Linked DNA regions of Mus musculus: region 2 is linked to region 1. The links are chromatin contacts, called in public promoter capture Hi-C maps. All regions are on one chromosome and are shown on one strand. Each heading gives the region's core, a stretch centred on a gene start, on an enhancer-like site or on the middle of the called end of the contact. The rest is flanking DNA. Distances are from core to core; before and after follow the strand shown.

Region 1 (6,696 bases), core at 2,805-5,304:
CATGTCTCATTTGAACTGCTGCAAATGAGGATTTTTGTAGACCTTATAATTCAGTGTAAAAAATAAGCAGGGCATGACGATGGGATGGGAGCTGTTTCAAGATAAATAAGTAAGTAGACAATGAACAAAATCAAGAAATTATTTTAGCTGGGCACACAACAGCTATGTGCAGTGGCACATGCGCCATGCCTCCAAATAAATGAAAGTTAAACTTTTAAAACAAAAGACTATGTAACAAATTTGAAAAAGAAAAGGAAAGAAAGAAAAAAAATCTCCCATAGGAGTTTTCTTTCTTTTTTTCTTAAACTTTTCCTTAATAAATCTACTACCCTAGATTTATTACAGGTTTGAGCCACCATGTCTGGCTTATTTTGCTTTTTCGCCCTGTACTGGGGACTTCATACATACTAAGCACCCCACTGCTGAGCTATGACAACCAGTCATTTGCCTGTTTGTTTGTTTGTTTGTTTGTTTAAAGAACAACTCTTCAAAAACAGTGTGTACTTTACATACTCTTGGCACTTATCAATTTGGACCGGGCACATTCAAAAACAAAAAGTGTACTAGAGTTGAGGTAGAGAGTATTGGCTATTCTAGGAACTAATAAAACCAGGGGTCAGGTGTGGTGGCACAAACTTTAATCCCAGCACTCAGGAGGCAGAGACAGGAACATCTCTGTGAGTTGGAGGCCAGCCTAGACTACATAGTGAGTTCCAGGACAGTCAGGGCTATAGAGTGAGACAGTATCTCAAAAACAAACAAACAACTCAGAGAACCCCCAAAACCCCAAACCAAACCAAACCCAGTGGATCTGAGCAGTGCTCAGAAAGTGATGTTAGCAGAGTCCTGACCTGGCAGAAGGAAATTAGGTAAAGAGGGGAGGTGGGTGGTGGGGCAGATAGGAGCCAACAGAGAAAGGCTGCAGGTGAGGCTGAGCTATAGGCTGGGACCTGAAACCGTTCTGTCCATCTGAGCAAGACAGAACTGGAAGAGAGGCCAGAAGATGAAGTGGCAGGTTCTGAGTCACTGAAAAGAATTTGAACTTTAACCCGAGGACAAATGGAAGCTGCCCCGTGGAGATCATCTCTCAGGAACAAACCTACCAGATCAGCTTCAGAGGTTGCCCACCCCCCTGTCTCTCTCTCTCTCTCTGTCTCTGTCCCCCCTCAATGTCTCTGTCCTCTAGACAGGCTCTCACTGTATACAGGACTGTCCTGGAACTCTCTCCGCAGACCAGGTTGGCCTCATGCAGTAATTCTTCTGCTTCAGCCTCCTCCCAGGTGCTGGGATTACAGGTGTGAACCTTCACATCTAATCCAATTGTTTATGCCTCCCTCCTCCTCCTCCTCCTCCTCCTCCTCCTCCTCCTCCTCCTCCTCCTCCTCCTCCTCCTCCTCTTCAGACAGGCTCAGGCTGGTCTCGAGCATATGATCTCCTGCCATTTATGTGGTGCTGGAGCTGGGTCTCAGGGCTCAGTGGTGTGGGGCAAGCACTCTGCACACTGAGCTACATTCCCCCATTGTATCTTTCTTTTTCTTTTTCTTTCTTTCTTTCTTTCTTTCTTTCTTTTTTTTTTTTTTTTTTTTTTTTTTTTTGTAGACCAGGCTGGCCTCGAACTCAGAAATCCGCCTGCCTCTGCCTCCCAAGTGCTGGGATTAAAGGCATGTGCCACCATGCACTAAGTTACCCAGGCTGACCTTGAACTTGTCATCCTCCACACAGTGCCCCAAGTAATGGGGTCACAGGTTATGCCACCAGCTTTCAGGCTCATCTCTTTGCCTGGTTGAATTTAAGGAAGGCATTTTTGTTTTATATAAAGTTTTACTTTGTAGTTCAAGCTATTGGTTATTTGAGGGGAAGCTTCTTTGTTCCCCCGTTTTGTTTTTGTAAGAGGGTCTTGCAATGTATAGTAGAGCCTGACCTGGAGCTTGCTCCTCAGATTGGTCTTGAACTTGCCACCCACAATCTCAGCCTCCTTAGCCACCGCAGAATCCTTGGGACTCATGCCTCCTCTGTGTAGAATGCAAAAGCTTTCTTTCTTTCCTTTTTCCTCCCCCCCTCCCTTGTTTGTTTTGAAACAGGGTTTTTCTGTGTAGCTGTGGCTGTCCCTGAACTTGTTTTGTAGACCAGGCTGGCCTTGAACTCACAGAGATGTACTTACTTTTTCCTCTGTCTCCCAAGCGCTGGGATTAAAGGCTGTGCCACTACATCCAAGCAGCAGTTTGCTTTCTTATACACATGAAGACCACCCATAGTGGCCTGGATTCTTCCACATCAATTATCAATCAAGAAAATGCTCCCACAGGCCAGTCTGATAGAGGCAATCCTCAACTGTGGCTCCTTCTTCCCAGATGACTCCAGTTTGTGTCAAATTGACAAAACCAAACCAAACCAAACCAAAACCAATGCAACCAAGCACTGCTCATGGACACAGTCATTCAAAACCCAAAGCCTGAGTATTGTGAGTGGGTCACTCCCAGAGGATACAGAAAAAAAGGGCAACAGAACAACATGGACCAGAGACTGTCTTCTGGTAGGTTATCTGCCACAAATTTACTGCAGGAATTTTCATAAAGGACTGCAAGGTTGCTAGGCCTCAGGAACTTAAGGTTTTAGAATAGTGATATCAATTAAAAACCTACTGTGTCAGCTAGTCACATGCCTCCATGGTATAAGGGCTTCCTGGTCTCCAGGTTCTTTCTACTTCAACACAATGAGTTTATCCATTTATTTATTATTGTTGTGCTGGAGGTTAGAAGTCAACTCTCAGAAACCAGTTCGTTCCTTCCTTGCACCCTTGGTTCTGGAGATTAAACTCAAGTCATCAGTTGCAAGCCCTTTTATTACACAGCCTTGTGAGGGCTTTTACCTGCTGAGCCATCTCACCAGCCCCACCATAGAGCCAGGCCTTATGAGTGCAGAAAATTTCAAATTCCACGGGTCACATTAACTCCCTGAATCATAGTAAAAGCATGGTACTTCGAGGCATCTCTGAGTCAGGAACTTTTCAGAAGGCCACCTAATCTAGGACTCACACAACCAAGACTGGGGTCAGGGGCCTTCGAATCCCTTCTGCAATGAGTCTGAAGGCAGAGGCTCAACACAGTGGTTCTGATGTGCAGCCCAAGACTGTCCTAACAGCTCTCCAGCCCACTGTGGTAGCAAGGCAGGATGCACCAAACCTCTATTGCAGACCGGATTAAGCCTGGAAGCTCTCAATCTAGAGATGCCTGGCCTGACCTTATATGAAAGCACAAACAAATCTGATGATTTAATGATTGATTCAACAAATATTTAAACACCTGTTGTGTACACTCAAGAGACTCCTGGACTAGGCCTACTGCTTAGAAGCAAATCACATAGTCAGAGCCTGGGAGACCTTAGAGCTCATTAACCAATCCCATCATTATAGTAGAGGAAACTGAGGCTCAGAGAAGGGAAATAATGAGTTTAAGACCACAGAGATAGACACATAATTTTTATGTGCTAATTTAAAAAAAAGGTGGTGGTGGTGTATTTTCTGGTTCCTACTCTCCTGAGCTGTCACCCACAACCTAACCGAGAAGGCTGAATTTAAAATCACGTTCACAGATCCCTCTAGCTTGCTGATGCTGGGGATTGAATAAACCTATGGCCTCATGCGAGCTGGTCAAGTGCTGTACCACTAAGCTACATTCCCAGTTGGCGCAGGGTCTCAGTCTGTAGCTAAGGCTGCAGATTGCACTGAACCTACGCAATCCTCCTGTTTCAGCTTTTTGGATTCTGCGATTACAGGCGTGAGTCTCTACACCTGGCTCACACAGTGCTTATTATTTGCACTAACGGGTTCTATGTTAAGTCCTCGGGGCCCTAGGTTTTCAGAGCTTGGGGAAAAAAGCTGTGTCCTGGGTGTTGTCTAGAACCTTGGCCGCGCCCATCTCCTGTTCTTCCCAGGCAGCCGGGCCCCCTTCTCTTCCTCCTAGGCTTGTGTCACCGTCGCCCCGGTCTGGGGAGAGGAGGAAAAAGGGGCGGGTATGTCTTGCCCTTTAAATCTTAACCGCGTTGCCATTGGCTAGGAAGCCCCCGCCTGGCTGCGGATTGGCCACAGTGGATGGCTTGAAATGTGGCTGAGCGCTTCGGACACCTCAGACGGACGGTGGCCACCCCAAGACGCGCCCCAGCCCGCCATGGCCCGGATCCTCCGGGCATCCTGCCTTCTGTCCCTGCTCCTGGCCGGGTTTGTTCCGCCGGGCCGGGGACAAGAGAAGTCTAAGGTGAGTGAACCTCCGGAGCTCAAGAAGAGTCCATGGCACCCAGGTGTCCACTGCGCGACTGGGAGAGCCACTGCTTCCCCAGAGGCACCGAGAGCCTCACTTGTAACCCTCGGTCTCTGCGCTCTTCCAACACAGACCCGCGTGCTTCAGAGGGCAGTACTAACCCAGGAGGGCAGTCTTTCCCGAGTTTATACATTTTCTTCCACTGTCATCTTGGGGTCGCTGGTGGCCACAATCCTGAAAAAAAATTGCCGGGGAAGAGGGTGGGCCGATGGTTTCTTCACTCATCCCAGGGCGCTGGAGGCAGAGATCTGTGACAGGAAGAATTTTTATTTGGGGGCGCATCCCTTTCTGGGCCTCAGTTTCTCCATCAGCAGGGCGTAGCTGGAGAGGATGGCTGGAAGGCTATGGAACCCTGCAGTTGCTTTCCCTATTCACAGTTCACTGGCCTGCCATGCATGGAGCAGACACTGTAGCTAGAGAAGCCAACCCAGGCCAGGAAGTCTTCTGGAGCTTCATCTCTCCTAGTCTAGCTGTGGTACCCTGAACTGGAATAGAAATGGCGAGCCTGAGGGCAGATGCCCCGGCATGCTTATCTTCTTGGTCAGGCCTGTGCTGGGTGGGCTCTGTAGGCCTCTCCTCTTCCCTAGGGTGAGAATGCAGAAAGCATGAACCCAAAGAAAGAGACTGTGGTCCCCAACTTCACACACACCATGCACACCATGCACCCCTGCACACTTGCATGCGTGGGCACAAAACTGGGTAGGCTCTAGCTTTGAGTTTCTAAAATCCTCAGGGTCTTCCTTCTAAGATCTTGTATGTCCGAGAGAGAGAGAGAGAGAGAGAGAGAGAGAGAGAGATTGATTAGGGGGTGTGGTGTGGAGATGGGGTGGGGGTGGACGGGGGCACTAGCCCTGTGCCTTTAGTGTGGGAACTGCTTGGGTTGGGGGTTGAATCCTGTCCTGAGGAGGCTGCAGGAAAGCACACTGGCCTTGTGCTGTCCATAGAATGAAGGAGAGATGGGTGAGTTCAGAGGGAAGAGAGAGAGCAGTCTAGAAAAGTCTTAGGGTGTGGTGTTATCTTATCTCATAACTAGCTGAAGCTTCTGGCTCCTCACAGCCCAGGCATGCCCATCTGAGCTCCCAGGTCCTTGGAGTTAACACATTACAGCTCTGGCTTCTGGGATTCAACTGCTTGCCTGGATCCAACTTCAGAACAAGGGAACAGGGAGGGGACGTGTGCAGACCCAGTGTGATAAAGCCACTGAAAGATGTCCTCTACACTCAAAGGGAGGGGCAAGGACAGGGAAAGCCTCTGTCTGGTCCAGGTTACAGCTGCAGAAGGCTTTGCATAGCTGTGGACTACCAGCTGCTGACGTGGCATCCTAGTAACCACTGGTTTCTAGGTGACTGACTGCACAAGGCAGAGAGCATCATGGGAGCACAGGCTGACGTCAAGGCTGAAAGGCCTTAAGTGGACCTGAATCCCACTCCATCTTACAGTTGACAGGCTGGAATCCTGAGAAGGGGGAGGGATGGTCACACACTGCCAGAGGCCCAGCTGGGTCCAGCTGCCATCTCCAACCTCTCAGACCTGTCATGCTCCCAACATCTCACCAATGGGTGTAGGAAGATGGAATAGGGAAGACATGGACCAGTAGTAGCCCTAGGCATCCAGGAAGCTTAGCTCAGTGTATTCCCCCCCAGCCCCACCCCTTTTGTTCCTCGTTCCCTTTCAGTACTCTTCTCTGGCCTCCCTGGTGGAGGAATAGGGCTATGGGATTCTATGAACCCAGAGGAAGGAAGCTGGGGGTGGGGGTGGGGTTGGGGACTCAATTGGTGAGTATAATCTATGGCTCATTTATCAAGACCACCCTCCGACCTATGCTAGCCTGGGCCCCCAGCATGAGCCCTATTCTCCTCCCATAGAAAGCATGGCAGTTGCCATTATTCATTTCTTAGGGCAGCTAGCACACAATTAAGGCCTCTCTGTACTATGACCCTTCCAGGCCTTTGGCCCTTGCTGCAGGTAATCTCCATGTCCTGCTGGCCCAAGCCTGTTTTCATCTGTCAGTAGTTTCTCAAAGTCATTTTGAGTGTTGGGATGACAATTCGATGAGTAAAATCATTGTTATGGAAGCAAGAGGATCTGAGTTCAAATCCCCAGCATCCATGAAAAAGCCAGGTATGGCCACACACGTGCCAACAATGGTGAGGTGGTGGGGCAGAGACTGGCAGATTCAGGAGCTCATCACCAGCAGAGTCAAACACTGAGCACAGCTGACAGGGTCAGCAACATGGCTCTGGGGTGACGATGCTTGTAACCAAGCTTGAGACCTGAGTTTGATTCCTAGAACCCACATGTAGGAACTCACTGGGTCTTCCCAGCTGTCCTTTGATCTCCACATGCTGTGACATCCTCCCCCAAATAAGTGAATAAATGT
Region 2 (6,696 bases), core at 1,979-4,478, 60 kb after region 1:
GTCAACCTGAGTGTCATTGCTCAGGAGCCTTCCACCTTGTATTTTGAGACAAGGTCTCTTGCTAGGACCTTTAGCTCACCAATTAGACTAGGCTGGTGCCAGCAAGCCCTGGAGATTCGCTCATCTCTATCTCCACTCCCCCTAATCCTCCACCCATGTGCTGGGTGGGACTAAAGTGTGGATCACTGCAATCGGCTTTTTCTTATGTGGGCTCTGGAGGTCAAACTCAAGTCCTCCACTTTACTGACTGAGCTATTCTATCACCCCTTCTTTACTTTTTTGAGCCAGGGTTTCATGTAGCCCAGGTTGGCCTCAAAATCACTCTCTAGTGAGGAAGACATTCAACTTCTGGTTTTCACGACTCCCTGTCCTGAGTTCTGGGATGTAGCCCCACATCTCCTTTCAACTCTCCTGGGGACTTAGCTTTGTGTGTGATAGGCTACCCTCTGCCTACTGAGCTAAGGTTCATTCCCAGGCTGGAAATAGAATTTTGAATCAAAGAAGTATGAGCCTTATTGTCTTAGAGTGGAAGATAAGGAGCCTGGGCTGGGGGAGAGTGGACCTGAGAGGTGGGGGTGGGAGCATTTAGCAATCCTGGATCTCTTCCTGGACTCTCAGCCCGAGGCAACCTCGGAACACAAAACCCTGTGTGGATTCTAGGTACTTTCTGCTCTTGGGTGTGTGATTATCAGAAAGGGAGATTTGGGTGATGGTTAACAGAGATAAGGAATGACAAACATGTGACCCTGACTGAAATGGGATTTGAGTGCTGGTGACGATTACAGACGGTGCTGGCCCACCCTACTCAAGACCCGGATTCCATCCCTAGTACCTCAGAGAACCGCCTGTGATGGCACACATTTGTAATCCCCACAGTCAAGGGGTGGAGGCTAGAGGATCAGAAACTCAAGGTCAGGCTCAGTTCCATAGGGGATTTGGGGCTAGCCTGGGATACATGAGACCCAGCCAGAAGAAAGAAGAAAGAAAAGGAAAAAATGGCATGTCAACTGGATGACTGCCCCAATCTTAGTTCTACAGAGGCAGAAGCATCAAGACCAAGAATCCAGAGCCAGCCTGGACTACATGAGACTCTGTCTCAAAGCAACCCCTTCTCATCAAATCATACACAAACAACAACAACATCAACAATGGCACTAAATTAACTGAGTCTGTAGTTTCAGCTCCCCTCAGCCTAAAAAGGCATTTTTAATTCTACCTACCTTCCTAGGCTATGAAGGCCACAGTTTTTTTCTGTGTTCATGCATCATCTTTTACATTTATTTTTATTTATTTATTTATTTATTACAAGTGTGTATCATGTGTGTATGTCTCCCTAGCACATGTCACAGCACATGTAATGGAGCTCAGAGGACTGTATGTAGGAGTCCTGTCTCTCTTACTACATGAGTCCCAGGGATTAAACTCGGGTTGTCAGACTTAGCAACAAGCTCCTTTAGCCCCTGAGCCATCTCTGCATCCCCCAGTCATCCTCTCAAGAGGAAGGAAAGCATTTGCATTCACAACTTGCCCTCTTCCCAGGACACCTCCCACCTCCTGAAGTCTGGGCTTTGATTCTGACCCTGACACTCACTCCTGGTCTGTAACCTAGCTTTCTAAGCAAGGCTATGGGGACAACAGCAGGGCCAGTTTGTGGCACACACAGAGAGAAATGGCCCTAGTGATAAGAAGCATGGTCATTGTGGTCTGGGGCAGCAGGGAGTGTGGATCTTCCTCTCTCAGGGGATCTCAGGCCTACTGCTGGGGCTCACTTTGCCTGGATCTCACTGAGAGCTGTCTGAGGAGGTGGCCTCTGGCCACGGCTGCTGGCTTCCTCGCCAGCCTTGTCCTCCTCTTTCTCCTCCCCGGCTCTTTCTCCTGTGTCCCTAACCTGCCTGTTATTCTCTGGTTTCTAGGACAATGACACCAGGGAAATTCCCAGCTCCTCATACACTGGCCCTGCCAGGCCCCTCCCACGGTCTCGAGGAGTCCTGGGTCTTTCCTTCTCTGGCTTCTCTCCCTCTGGCCCGCCTGACTCCAAATCAGAGTATCAAGCTGGCTCCAAACTGGGATCCTAGCTTGCTCCTCATCATCTTCCTGGAAGTGGGAAGAGATTAGTCCCTAAGGGAGGCAGACCCATAGGACCAGAACATTGCCCAATCCTGGGAAGCCCTACCAGGCCCCAATAGCATTTCTCTCTCAATCTACCCCATACCTTCTCATGTCTTCTAGAATCTCGCCACATTCCTCCCTCATTCTGCAGTCCAGAGGTCACTGTCAAAAGTCAGACCCAGCCTCTGGCCCTTACCTCCCCCAGCCAGGGACTTCCCTAGGCTGGCCCTCTGACCAGCTTCGGAAAAACTGGACTGCTTATTATCAAAAAAAGAAGTCCCCACCATCTGCCAGCCCTTGGCCCCACTCCCAGGGCCTCAAGTTCTCGGTGAAAGGTTCACCCTCAGAAGGAGCCAGTGGGCCTCAGAGCAAAGAAGTCTGGAGACAGGGGAGGGGTTCCTTCATTCCAGTGCTGAGGAGGGGCTCAACAGCTATTGTGTCCCCCAGGGAGCAAGATGGGTTTCCACCAACCTTCCTTGTTTGGGTTTAGACTTCCAAACTGCCCAGCTCATCCCACACCATCCCCCTCAAAATTCACATTCACACAGAGACAGACACCCAGACCATCCACAAACATAAACACTCCCATGGACCGATATATGTACCTGCTCCTGGGAGCCTGACACAAATGCAAACATGTCCTCTCACACACAAGAAAATATGGGAACAAGAAAGAGAAAAGTCCCCTTCACCCCTCAGAGAGAGGGATAGTACAGAAAAAGAGAAAGTCTCTCTTTCCTTCCCTTTGGAAAAGTTGCAGACATTCGGAGAGAAGATTGGTCAGAACAAGTACGAGGGAGAGAGACAGAGGTCAGAGGGCAAAGGAGGCTCAGGGAAGAACAGAGACACAGAATTCAAGGCCCTAGGTGGGCCCACCAAGCTAGGCTGGGGAGCAAAAGACCCCAGCTGGCAGAGAAGAGGAGGCCAAGCAGTTACTGACACACAGCTGGGAAGGTCTGGTGGCCTTGACATTACCGTGTGACGCTCCTGGAATCTGCCTTGTCACACCTACCTTCAGCCCAGGTCACTCATCCGAGAATGCACGAGGTGATCTGAAGATGTGCCCAGTGAGTGCGGCCATGCCTCCCTGTGTCCCTGTGAAGGTTGCTGGGCTTTCTGAGCTTCTGCAGGAAGGAGGGCTGGGCGGAGCTGACTCTGAGGCAGGAGGGGAATTCCCCCATGATGGAGAAGCCAGCCACCAGGCAGCCCCACAAGGCCGAGCTGAGGCCCCATCCCGCCTCTGGCAGAGCAGAGGGCCCTTTGCCAGCCTCCACCTGTTGCTCCCCAGGCTGCCTGTCACTTGTGGTAGATTCCAGGAAGGGGAGGGGGCTCTGGAGAAGAGCTGAGAGCCTGCTGGCTCCTGAGCTGGGCTGGGAATCAAGCAAAGGCAGGTACAAGGACACAGGCCACCTGGGCTGCCCTGCTGGGATGGCCTGGAGATATATGTTTCCTCTTTTGTTCAAAGTGGGGGATTCCAGTGTGCGTGGCCTTGGGGAAATCTCCAGGCATCCTGCTCACGTCCTCCTGTCTTGTTCCTGCCTCATCTGCTCCCAAGCATCCTCTCCAGAGGAGGAAAAGTTTCTCATTCTTCCCCAGATGCTGAGTCTTGCTGAGTCTCACTTGGATGTCCAGCCACACTTGGAAACCCTTGGCCCGTTCTGAACCTGCCAGCTGCAGTCTGAGCATGCCACTTCCTCCTGAGCTTTGTGTGATGGTTATTCTCTATGATCAACTTCACTGGATTTAGAAGTCTCGAGGAGATACACCTGGGGTGTGCCTGTAAGGCCTTTTCCAGAGAGGTTTTCCAAAAGAGGGAAGACCCACCTTGAATGTGGACAGCACTGTCCGGGGAGGCTGGGGTTCCAGACTGAATGAAAAGTGGGGATCAGGAGAGGGTTGTTCAAGCACTGTTTTCTGCTTTCTCTGCTCTTCCTGATCCACTAGATGTGAGCGAGCCCCCGGATGCACTTGCCACCACAGCTTAGAGCCACTCCCACACTGCCAGGCCTTCCTACCAGAGTGGACTGTATCACCTCAAACTGGGAGCCAACATAAACCCCTCCTCTAAGATGCTGCTTGTCAGTCTTTTGTCACAACAAATGACTGCTCACACATGCACGTGTCACTGACCCCCATCTCACTCACTGTCACACCCACTGCAAAGTGGGAAACTGAGTCTTGCTCTGTCTGCTTTCTGCAACTGTACCAGAAGCCAAAAGATGCTTTGTCGACACCCCTTGTAAACCACTGACTACATATATAAAGTTACCCACTGCCATTCACTACCTGCCACAAAAATGTCTGAGGAGATAGGAAGAGGCCACCTGGGTGAGAGAGGCTTTCTTGATTATCCCTAGTTCAGGACTGTCCTATCCAACTGAGTGACCATTATCCACATATGGTGGATCAAATGTAAATTAACTAAACCTAAATAAAAGCAATAATTGAGGAAATGAGGAAATAGCTCAGTGGGTAAAGTGCTCACTGATTTTGAGCCCCAGCACCCAAATTTAAAAGTCTGGTGTAGATACACACAGGCCAGTGCTGGGGAGGCAGAGACAGGATATCTGGGATCTGTGGGTCAGCCAGTCTAGCTAAACTGATGAGCCGGAGGCAGTGAGAGAACCTGTCATAAAAAACAAGATGGTTGTCACCTAAGGAGTAACACCTGAGGTTCACTGCTGGGCTTCACGTATATGTACACACATATGCACATGTCCTACACACTCACACTCACACACACATACACACACACACACACACACACACACACACACACACACACACTCAGTTCCTTAATAGCATTAGGCACCTTTCATTGTGATGTATAGCCAGGATGACAGCTGTTCCTACATGTGACTTGAGGTTACAGGTGTGTACTACTATGCATGTGGCTTTGAGCCCTTGAAGAGTGGTCAGTGCCATGAGGAAGATGGTATGGTGTAGAAAAGAGTGCTAGACTGGGAGTCAGGAAACCCCTAACTAAATTCACTTAGAAGTCATTTCTCCTGTCTGGTCTTCAGTTTCTGAATACCACATGGGCCTACAAGTCTGTCCATTCCCTGCACCATTGCAGAGGGTGTTGTTGGATGGCACTGTTCTGGAGGCTGTGGCATATGATCAGATAGTTACAGCAAACACTGGAAAAGATGTGTTTTGTCAGGAAAAATATTGCAGGGAGCTGTAGGTACCAGGGCAGATGTCTAGTTGGGATTTGGGAGCCTGGGCAGCCTTCCTGCAGGAAGTGACTTCTCAGCTGAGACCTGAAAAAAATCAAGGAAGAACACAAAAAAGGATGTTCACCACAAAGGGAATAGACTCTGTACTGAGAAGTGTCTGCACAAAATACTGGCAACCACTCGTCCCAAGTGTGACATGGAGTTTGAAGAAGGGAGAACTAAAGATATAGGCACACATCTTGCACACAGCCCATGGCGAAGGCCGGGCACACGGAAGGGGAGCTGGGGCAGAGTTTGCTGAATTCTTTTCTCAGTGGCTTCTGTGCGCTTGAGGTCGGGATTGCCCAGGGAAGGATGGGAGAGCCTCTGACTATTGCATCACTTCACTTCCATTGCAGCAGGAAGTGAAGGCCAGACAGAGGAAGTGACTTCTCCCTGAGTAACTTGGGGCCTTCCAGACTCTTAGTCCAGTGCTCAATCCCACATCATACTCTCTTCCTCAAGGCACTGGGCACTGTCAAGAACAGGGCTGGGTGGTGCGAATCTGTAAACCCAGCATGGGGGAGGCTGAGGCAGAAGTGAGTTTGAGGTCAGTCTGGCTACATAGTGAGATCCTATCTCAAAAAATAAACAAGGGAGCTGGAGAGATAGCTCAGCAGTTAAGAGTACAGCCTGCTCTTCCAGAGGTCCTGAGTTCAAATTCCAGCAACCACATGGTGGCTCACAACCATCTGTAATGAGATCTGATGCCCTCTTCTGGTGTGTCTGAAGACAACTACAGTGTACTTATTTATAATAATAAATAAATCTTTAAAAAATAAATAAACAAAGGGACGAGAGAAGGCTCAGCAGTTAGAGCATCCATTGCTGTTGTAGAAGACAAGAGCTTAGTTCCCATCTTCCTTGTTGGTGGAAGCTTACAATTGTGTGTAACTCCAGCCCTGTGCAGATTCGACAGCCCTGGCCTCCAAAGACATGTGTGAACATGTATGAATGCAAACACACATGCACACGCGCACACACATTTAAAAATAAAGTAAAATCTTTTTTAAAAAATCAAACAGGGGGCTGGTGAGATGGCTCAGTGGGTAAGAGCACTCGACTGCTCTTCCGAAGGTCCGGAGTTCAAATCCCAGCAACCACATGGTGGCTCACAACCATCTGTAACGAGAGCTGACGCCCTCTTCTGGAGCGTCTGAAGACAGCTACAGTGTACTTACATATAATGAATAAATAAATCTTTAAAACAAACAAACAAACAAAGAGCAACAACAACAACAACAAAAATCCCCTCAAAACAGCAACAAGAAGGTTCACATAGAAGCAGCTACTATAATAGGCTGTCCAGATAATTTTAACATCCCAAGAAGTCCGGCCAGAGAACAGTAGATTTCCCTGGGCATAGAAC

The links. Promoter capture Hi-C pulls out the DNA fragments that hold promoters and counts their contacts.
Region 2: a promoter capture Hi-C map of second pharyngeal arch cranial neural crest shows a contact between it and region 1, with 4 times the contacts expected there. The contact joins the promoter of Tnip1 here to the promoter of Gpx3 in region 1. A contact is called at or near these places in 16 of 39 promoter capture datasets (the 3T3-L1 cell line, 3T3-L1-derived adipocytes, the C10 cell line and 11 more), 2 of 15 datasets of contacts at CTCF or cohesin (CD8 T cells and the NIH/3T3 cell line), 1 of 484 Hi-C or Micro-C datasets (bone marrow-derived macrophages), 7 of 115 datasets of contacts at active chromatin or transcription factors (the HPC-7 cell line, bone marrow-derived macrophages, embryonic stem cells and 3 more) and 3 of 9 other capture datasets (adipose tissue, liver and pancreatic islet).

The regions. Positions count from the first base shown.
Region 1 is chr11:54,898,800-54,905,495 of GRCm38.p6, forward strand. Gpx3 (glutathione peroxidase 3) reads left to right here and starts at 4,055. Exons shown (of 5, transcript NM_008161.4): 1 at 4,055-4,253. The coding sequence starts at 4,167.
Region 2 is chr11:54,959,712-54,966,407 of GRCm38.p6, forward strand. It overlaps Tnip1 (TNFAIP3 interacting protein 1), which reads right to left and starts at 3,229. Exons shown (of 19, transcript NM_001199275.2): 1 at 3,122-3,229.